Regions from separate parts of the Sus scrofa genome. Here regions 2 and 3 are each linked to region 1. Evidence: chromatin contacts called from public HiChIP or PLAC-seq data. All regions are on one chromosome and are shown on one strand. Each heading gives the region's core, a stretch centred on a gene start, on an enhancer-like site or on the middle of the called end of the contact. The rest is flanking DNA. Distances are from core to core; before and after follow the strand shown. Region 1 overlaps HIPK2 (homeodomain-interacting protein kinase 2). Region 2 holds the start of HIPK2 (homeodomain-interacting protein kinase 2). Region 3 overlaps TBXAS1 (thromboxane A synthase 1).

Region 1 (3,160 bases), core at 158-2,657:
TCCTCTGGTGTATAAGCCAGAAGGTAAGATTTTGGTGCTGTGCTTTGCAGAGCTGAAGCAGGGTCAACACAGGGGTTGGGGAAAGGGATGGAGAGATACTTACAATTTAGTGCACGCCAGGAAAGTCTTATTCAGAGCCAAGGTGTTCACTGCCAATACAAATCCAACAAACGTCCGCTCTGATTCTAACATTATGCTGCAGATGGTCGGCTGAATCAAGGAAGCTCGCTTCCTTTGGAAAACAGCCCAAGGGGGGCATCAGAATGACATCAACCTCGTGACCAAATTCTGATGGTGTGTGATGAGCTTTCCATGTGGATGTGATGCTTCGTTCTGAAGTCTTGAGCGTTTCTATTGGTAGAGCTGGAGATACTCAGTTACAGCAGAATCACCGGGGAGGGTCGTGCATCCCCATCAGCACACAGCTTCATGGACATCAGTAGGGGCCCTCAGGTGTCGAACTTCTGAAGCTGCGTCTCTTTGTCTTTGTCCTCATCTCCCAGCACCTAAGACAGAGCTGTTCCTTGCATTTCTCATATTCACCAAGGAAGCTGTGTCTTTTTCAAAACCCAATCCTAGGTTGACTTTGATTAGCCAGACCTTGATTGCTCTGTGGTCTCCACTAGGACCCTTCTGAGTCCCCCAGACATGGTGTGAACCCATCTTCTTAGGGATGCTGCCGGTGAAGCCCTCCACCACTCACCCCTCCACCACTCCACCCTCAGGCTGCCTTCTGTGCAGATCCTTTGGGCTTTAAGGTCCAGCTTCTCTCGAGAAGCCTCCCCCTGGCCCTCAGATTTCCGCCCTTTTTAGGGCTCTGTGTTGCTTTGATGTCATCCTTTGCCTCCCGTTCCCGGTCACCAGCGCAGGTAGTGGCTCCGAGCACATGTCAGCATTTCCAAGACTCCTTATTTTTGCGGTGGAAACTTGAGATTTAACAACCTATCTGAAATACAATTTTACATTTTGATCGCTTCTGCCCCAGCCATACCGAGTTACTTTCAATCTACATATATTTGCGGGAACGGGCTTTTTCACTGCAGTCCAATTCGAGTACACCTTATAATATCAGTGATTATTAAATACCATGGACTAACAGAGTGTCTTGCTTCCAAGGAGTTCAAACTGCTTTATAGTTCTGCTGACCATCATTTATCTTCATAAGCTGCTGTAGAGACAAGGCGGGGGAGGGGGCGGCGGGGGGGAAACAAGATTCATAATCAGATTTTATAGATGGTGAAATAAAAACTCGGAGAAATTGAGTAACATCTTTCCAGAAATGCACGGTTCTTCCTGTGTTCTCTGATTAATGTTGCAGATTTATTGCCCAAGTTGGGAGTGGCTGTGAACCTTGCACTTGTTTTATTAGCGTGCTGTGCGCATGATGGCGACATGGACTTGGCCGGGGAGGCTGGGCGAGGAAGAGCTTGTACCACGAAAGGGAACGCAGGGTTAGGGCAGTGCACCCCGCTAGGAGGAAGTGGGGGGTTGCAGGTGGGTGGCTTTCCTTCTAAAATGAAATGAGAGGTACTTAGTTGTTGATGAAATTAATCTTTGTACTTTTTCATATAAGTAAGTGAACCAAAAATGTTTAATGTGTATGCTTTCATAGATTTAAACAGAGTTCTGCTCATGTTTCAGCTTAGGAGGAAGAAAACAGGCCTTAAAAGGGATGCCTTGAAGTTCCCGTTGTGGCTCAGGGTAACGAACCTGACTAGTATCCATGAGGATGCAGGTTCGAGCCCTGGTCTTGCTCAGTGGGTTAAGGATCCAGCATTGCTGTGAGCTGTGGTATAGGTGGCAGGCGTGGCTCAGATCCCTAGTTGCTGTGGCTGTGGTGTAGGCCAGCAGCTGCAGCTCCAATTCGACCCCTAGCCTGGGAACGTCCATATGCCACAGGTGCAGCCCTAAAAAGAAAACAAACAAACAAAAAAGATGCCCTTTATTTACTTGCTGTCACATGGCCTTAGCTATGTTATAGATAAGTGGCTTCATCTCTGCTGATTGCCAGGCCCCCTGCTTCCTGTGACGCTCTGTCTCATCGCATCCTCCCGCCAGCACCAGGAAGTCGGTGTACAGCCACAGCTGGATTCTGCCTGTGAACACGGGGCTCCTGAGTGTTTCCACTTACCTTGGTGGGGGAGTTGTCCACGCTTCTGTTGGGGGTCATTCCCACAGAGGGTCACAGGGTCTGGACGTGGTCTGCGAGTGCCCTGTCAGCCATGTGCACAGCCGGAGGGAGAGCCCGTGCAGGGAAACAGCGAAGCTTCATCCCTGGTGTGTTGAAGATGAGGGCAGTTTATTCTCTTTCTAGAGGAAAATAGAGCTTTCGTGTCTTGCTGTGGGAATGTTGGGCAGGAACAGTCTCTCTCTTTCTTAGGTGCAAATTTTGTCTGACACTTCATATATGTTTAAAGTATTCGATGTCCCAAAATAGCGCTGAGGAGCCTCTGTAAGATGATTCCGTGGGGTGGCGAGTGACGCATGAGTCACCGACGGGACCTGGGCCATTCTGAGCCCGGGAGGAAAGACCATTTCCCAAGCCAGCCGTCCTGCCTATTGTGGAGCAGAACTGAGAATAGAAACGGCTCCTGTACAAGAAACCGGAATGTGATTTTTTTTTTTTTTTAAGCACATAAACTTTGAAACAGAAAGGCCAAGTCGTCTGCCTCTTGTCATAAGAGGTGTTGCCAGCGAGATGGTGCCGGCATCGGGGAAAACTGGCACCTGCTGAGGGTGTGGGGTTGAAACAGAGAGATGCTTTCCTTCTGCAGATGGATGGTGAGCACCTACCGTGCCCCTGGCGCTGGAGATACAGCAGTGGCGGGGAGGATAAGAGGGAGCGACAGGGGAGGACACGCACTCTCCCAGGCCTGTGCCTGGAGGCCACCCCACCTGTCCACTTCCCAAGACTCAGCTCAGACTTCTCCTGGGGAGCCCTGCCTCCTCCTTTTCCTCCCCTCCCCGCAGTGCTGGGTGCCTGCAGCGTGTTGGCTGTAGGCTTGCTTGTCGCCTCTGACTAGACCGTGCACTCCTGGAGGGGCCGTAGGGTCTGGTTTATTTTTCCGTCTTCGGCACCAAGCACGGTTCCTGGCGCGCAGTAGGCGCTTCAATGGCAGTCGAATTGTTCCACTGAATTCTGGCTTAGAATAAACATTGG
Region 2 (2,957 bases), core at 46-2,545, 130 kb before region 1:
TAGTGGGAAGACAATGGGTTCCTTCATTATTGTAACCCCCGACATACAGATTTTAAACTTTTTTGAGTCCTCTGACGCGGAGAGGGAAATACAACTTACATCGTTGTCCAGTATGGATAACTGAAAACAGAAGGTTTATGAAACAAATAGTTACTCTTACTACGGGCAGTGGGGTCTAATATTTTCTATTCTAGTGCGTTTGATTATTTTAAATAGCTGATTGCCATCCATTGAATGTCTTTCTTGATCAGTTAATGCGTCACGACCCACAGTTTTTAAAACACTGGCTAAGAGGAGACTCAGGTCTTAGGTGGGGGGCGATGGCAGGGCATCTACCAAAGAATCCAAGACGAAGCCGCAGGAGTGCACTGGCGAGGCTCCGGGCTGCGGAGAGTCTGGAGAGTGTAGAGTTGAAGGGAGAGAGTGTTGAGGAAGGCAGGGGCCTGGGAGGAAGTCGGTGGAACACCCGCCCAGGTGATAGGCGCGGGGAGGAGTGCCCTCCGGACCCCGTGGCCGAGGGGACAGGGCGGAAGCAGATTCCCGCAGGAATCCAGCGACCACCCTGCGTTCCCTAAGCGAGCGCGGCATGGCTTCTGCATCTCCGACCTCGTCGGGATTTGAAAAGCTCCTCCACTCTCGCATTCCCGCCCCCCCGGGGGAGGGCGGGCGCCCCCTGCTCCATTCATCCCTCCCCCCGCCCCCGCGCCCCGACCCCGGGCAGCGCCTGCCAGGTGCGCGACGGCTAGACGCCGCCGGCCGGGGCTCCCTTTCCAGGGCAGCCCCTCCCGCCCAGCCGGCGCGCACACGCAAAGTTCGGCGGCGGCCGCCCCTGCGGGCCCGCTCTCCTTTGCCAATCAGAATCCAAGGGTGCGCACCGCCGCCCTCCCTCGCCGGCCCGGCTTCCTTTAATCCGCGCCCCCACCCCACCCCCCGGCCGGCTCCTGCCCTCCGCTCGGCCTTCCCCGCCTCGCATCCGTGCCATCGGCGCTCGATTGCGCGCGGACTCCGCTCCCCGGCTCGCTCGCTGGCGCGCGCTCGGCCGCCGCTCCCGCCCCCGCCCCCGCCCCTCCCCCGGCTCCTCCCGCCCCTCCTCCGCCTCCCGTGCAACTTTTGCCGAAGCCCCCACACACAGCCATGCTGAGCTGAGCCCCGGCCGGGGACTGGCCGCGCGCTGCCCGCCCCGGCTCCCGCCCCACCGCGGACCCGCTCGGGGGCCGCGGCCGCTCGGCCCTCGGCCTCGGCCGCTGCGCCCGCCCGGCCGCCCCGGAGCCCCGCGCAGGGCCCGGGCCGCGGCGGCGGCGGCGGCGGCGGCGCCCGGCCCCCTCCCCCGGCGCCGGCCAAGTGAGGCGGTGATGCGGGCGCTGGCGGCCCCGGCTGCGCCGAGAGCGGAGACACAGGCTCAAGATGGCAGATTCCGACTGAGGCTGGGGGGGCCGAGCTCGCGCGCCGCGTTCCCTTCTCCGTTGCCATGAATCGCGGACACCCCGGCCCCGATGGCCCCCGTGTACGAAGGTAAGGGGCGCCGGCCCGCCGGCCCCGTTCGCCCCGCGCCGCCCGGCCGCCGCGGCCCCCGCAGCTTTGTTCTGCCCGCGGCCCCCTCGCCAGGCAGCCCCCGGCCCGCAGCCCCCGGGCGCCCGGCCTCCGCGCCCCACCCCCGGGGCTCGAACCGGCTGCCCGCCCCCTCCCCGCCGCCCCCTCCGTTGCCCGGCGAACGACCGGGCTCCGGAATCGAACAGATCTAATTTCCAGGGTGGAGAAAGAGGCGGGGGGGTGGGGTGCGAGGGTGGGCTAGTGCCCGAAGAAAAGATATTGGGAGGGGGCGCCGGGGCAAAGACCGATCCATGACGGTGCTTTTTATTTATTTGTAATAAATAAAGGTGATGCGCTGTAGCTTTCCTCCCCACCCCCCCGCGAGAAAATTACCTTTCGGATGATCTGCTTTCCACTCTGTCCTCACAGCTCCCTTCCATTTCCCTCCATTCCCACCCCACGCTCCTTTATTCTTCGCCAGCCTCTGGTTTTGGGGGGGCTGTCGGATCGGAATGTACCGGGTTAGGTGATGAGAGGGGGAGAGAGAGGGAAAAAGTCCATTTCAGACCCAGGCAGAACAATGAAATTGGCTAAAATCTGCCCGCAGCAGCGTGTGTAAGGGAGAATGTAGTTTAGGTTTTCAGGTCGGGGAGGCAGCCAGGAGGTTTGTCTCGCTGGATCTGGGTAAACCTGCGCCGTGCACCTTCACCTGGCGTTGGGTGCTTTTTCTGATCTGATCTGTCTTTAGGAAGAAAGAAAAGAACGGAAGGCAGAAGCACCGCGTTTCCCCTGCACTCTTTCGTTTCTCTTCAGTCAGTTCTGTCAGCTTCCACCCCGAAATCAAACCGGAATCAACTAAGTTTTTACACTTCGGTGTGTTTTTTGTATGTGTGTGCTTGTAGTACGAGGAATTTTGAACCAAAGGGTGCCTGATTTTTTTTTTTTCCAGTCCTTTTCATCGTGAAAATGTTTTTCTCATGAAATCATGGAAATAGCAGCCTTTACATACTTTTAGCGTCAGTCCATCTGGCTTTCTTTCGGTTTTGTTCAGATATTCTGTGGATGAAATAGCAAATGAGAAGGGCAAGGGTTTGTGGGGAACAGAGGAGGGGCAAGGAGAGGGGCTTTTAATTCTTTTATAAACCCAGAGAACATTCGTGGCCAGTGAGACAGGGAGCACATTAATAGTTTTCTCGCTGTTATAAAGGGAGATTAAAAAAAAAAAACTTATCTGAAAAGAAAATCCGTTATTAGTTCCAGGGCTCCAGATGAATTAGGGTTCTGGATGGAATAAAGTTACCAGTCAGGCCCTGGATAACAAGGCTGTAAATAACCTATGGACTGTAAATATTTTTTTTCAGACTCTCCTAGAAACAAAGGGGCCTGTTTAGAAGGCAACAGAGAGATGTTATTCCAGGGGCTTTCCT
Region 3 (2,876 bases), core at 335-2,834, 230 kb before region 1:
AGAACATAATTACATAAACAATAAAAAAATAATTGAAGTTGTGTTGCTTTCAAGTACTTTGGGGTATTAAAGGAAACTCGTGGCTTGAAAAAAAAATACTGCCAAGAAAAAGTCTCAGTCAGCTCTGCTTTAATGGGCAGAAGAGATCATCTGTACTTATACTATTTGTGTATAATTGCTGCTAAAATATTTGAACACTGTTTGCTTTCTCAGCTATGTTAACATTCCCCTCTGCAATTTGGTTTATATTATTATTATTTTTGGCAAAGCCTCTTTCACAGCCACTATATGTATAACTGTCTGCTGAATGTACCCAAATTATCACAAATACTGAATTATGATCCAAGTTAAATTTTAACTAAAATCAACATATTCAAAGCGAAAGAATCTTTGAGTGACTTTATACATTGGACATGCTTTGCAGTGGGAAAGGCGTATTCCTGGAGGTATATGTAGGGGGTGGAGAGTCAGAAAATGCTAGACCCACAGTGGTGTAGGGACAGTGTTGTATAGTGGGGTTGGAATATGCATGCAGATATGCACAGGGGGCTTGTATGGGTGAAGGATTGGACATGGCTGGATCCATTGTGCTGTGGGCAGGAAATACACATGAAAATATGCACTGGTTGGGAAGGAGCTGGAGGAGAGGAAAAGGCTAGACTTGTGCTGTGGGAATGGAGTGTATGGGCAGGTATGGGGGGGTGCAAGAGTAGACAGAGAGGGTGGAGAAGAGGTGATTTTTTTTTTTTTTTTGGTCTTTTTGGGGCTGCACCTGCGGCATCTGGAAGCTCCCAGGCTAGGGGTTGAATTGGAGCTGTGGTAGCTGGCCTACACCACAGCCACAGCAACACCAGATCTGAGTCTCGTCTTCAATCTACACCACAGCTCACGGCCACGCCGGATCCTTAACCCACTGAGCGAGGCCAGGGATTGAACCTGCATCCTCATGGAGACTAGTCGGGTCTGTGCCTGCTGTACCACAAGGGGAACTGCCGAGGTGATGGTCTTAATGGAAATAACGCCCCAGGCTCATTATATCAAGTTTCATTGTCCACCATTGCCATAGATCAAGGAAAGCTCATATGAATATAAAAACAGTCAATGAAATGACTACGTTGTAGCAAGAACTTGGCAGGGTTTGCACATCAAGGATGATGAGCAGCTAAGGAGCATATGTGCAAATTATCCAGAGGCTGGGGGTGCAGTGTTCTGGCCACATGGATACTAAATTACTCAACTGAAGGCAACTGATCACACCCCCGCCTCCACCCCAATTATGTGAAATGTATTCGCTTTCATTTCCTATCTGGTTCCTTCTAGTTTGACCCTTAGAAATGTCTTCACACTTGCTTCAAGGGCTCAGGGGGAGCCTGGATGAGACGCTGTTCGTGGGCGGAAAGTTGTGAACTGGCCACCCCTGAGCTGGAGGTGAGAGGAGAAGGTGTTTTTAAAATTCAGGGACAAGAGAAACAACAATCGGGAGTGGAAAGGGGGTGCTGGACAGAAACGAACAGAAGAGACCCTGAGATGACAAGGAGAAAAGGACAGAAATAGCCTGTGTTACTTTCTAACACCAAGGACCAGTCTTTCCAAGGGCAGAGTGAGGAAATCCTCAAGAGATCTTAAAGGGGTATCCTCAGGATTGTCCCCAGTTCAGTCCTTCCTGCCTTTGTTTGCCTTAGTGGCTCTTTGCAGGCAGGGTCTGTGGGCTCCCCAGGTGGCGTCTGGTGGCAGCACCCCCATGAGTTAGGAAATCTATTTCCTGGCTTCTGAGAAATCCAACCTGAGCACAAAAATAACCTTGGAAGATAGAGTTCTGAGCCCGAATCTCCAAATGCCCGCTGGAAGATTCCACTTGCCTGTCGCTCTGGCAAATCAAAGGCACTTCCCTAAACCAGCGACCTCCCAACCTTTGGTTTCTGTCAACTCATTAGCATTTTCCGTTACCTCAGCAGAAGGCTTAAAGCCGTGTTTGACCCATTCTTTTTTTAATTTCCTTTTTTTTTTTTTTTTTCGGTTTTTAGAGCCACACCCGCAGCATATGGAAGTTCCTGGGCTTGAGGTTGAATCGGAGCTACAGCTGCTGGCCTACACAGCTGCAGCAATGCCAGATCCAAGCCACATCTGTGACCTACACCACAGCTCATGGCAACACTGGATCCTTAACCCACGGAGTGAGGCCAGGGATCGAACCCATGTCCTCATGGATACTAGTCGGATTTGTTACCACTAAGCCATAGTGGGAACTCCTGACTAATTCTACTTTGAATTCTCCAAACCTAAGTAGCCACCGGAGTTACTCATTCTGGCCCCTGTGTTCTTCTCTCTCACTGTGACCAGCACCCCGGGCCACGCCCTCACGGCCTCACATCTAGACCTCGGCAACAGTTGGGAGTCTACAGACCTGACCTAAAGCTTCTCCTTTGCAGAGAAATCTCCCCTTCACTAGCCCCTCCTACTCACCTACGATGGGACATGTGCAGCTCTCCACTGGCTTTTCTAGACAGTGAGGGATCTAGCCCATCTCTCACAGCCGCGTGCTCTGGCACTCCCCAATCTTCACTTTTGAGTCCAGGTGGCTCCCCAAGCAGTGCCCTGTTTCTCATGTGGTGCAACCACACCTGCTGTTGCTCCCCACCTGGTGTGTGTGGCCTTGTCTTTATGTCTATTGCCCCTGCGGGACCTCCTCCTCCAGGAAGGCCCCCAGCCTCTCCTTCTTCTCTGAGGGACAGCCATGACAACATCTCTACCACCCACTGGAGCCAGGGCATAGGCAACTTTTACTTCTTCCATATGCCAGGGCTGGAACCTTAGACACTCAAAAAGTGGGGTTTGGGGAGTTTCCGTTGTGGCACAGCGGAAATGAACCCAGCTAA

The links. HiChIP or PLAC-seq counts read pairs in DNA pulled down with a chosen protein or histone mark.
Region 2: an H3K27ac HiChIP or PLAC-seq map of skeletal muscle shows a contact between it and region 1, with 5 times the contacts expected there. The contact joins the promoter of HIPK2 here to the enhancer-like site in region 1. A contact is called at or near these places in 1 of 5 promoter capture datasets (liver), 8 of 47 Hi-C or Micro-C datasets (alveolar macrophages, brain, fetal skeletal muscle and 3 more) and 2 of 2 datasets of contacts at active chromatin or transcription factors (alveolar macrophages and skeletal muscle).
Region 3: an H3K27ac HiChIP or PLAC-seq map of alveolar macrophages shows a contact between it and region 1. The contact joins two enhancer-like sites. A contact is called at or near these places in 1 of 47 Hi-C or Micro-C datasets (embryonic fibroblasts) and 1 of 2 datasets of contacts at active chromatin or transcription factors (alveolar macrophages).

Annotation. Positions count from the first base shown.
Region 1 is chr18:10,073,239-10,076,398 of Sscrofa11.1, forward strand. The region is part of intron 2 of HIPK2 (homeodomain-interacting protein kinase 2); the gene reads left to right. Among named protein-coding and RNA genes, the nearest start is that of CLEC2L, 100 kb to the right of the region's middle. Within about 2 kb of position 1,408, at least 18 of the 83 cell types and tissues checked have an H3K27ac peak or open chromatin away from gene starts, as enhancers often do. A contact at or near this core is called in alveolar macrophages, liver and skeletal muscle, where this site is marked.
Region 2 is chr18:9,939,240-9,942,196 of Sscrofa11.1, forward strand. It overlaps HIPK2 (homeodomain-interacting protein kinase 2), which reads left to right and starts at 1,296. Exons shown (of 15, transcript XM_021078554.1): 1 at 1,296-1,512. The coding sequence starts at 1,494.
Region 3 is chr18:9,841,712-9,844,587 of Sscrofa11.1, forward strand. All of the region lies in intron 2 of TBXAS1 (thromboxane A synthase 1), which reads right to left. The region is part of intron 2 of LOC106508202 (a long non-coding RNA gene); the gene reads left to right. Among named protein-coding and RNA genes, the nearest start is that of TBXAS1, 43 kb to the right of the region's middle. Within about 2 kb of position 1,585, at least 9 of the 83 cell types and tissues checked have an H3K27ac peak or open chromatin away from gene starts, as enhancers often do. A contact at or near this core is called in alveolar macrophages, where this site is marked.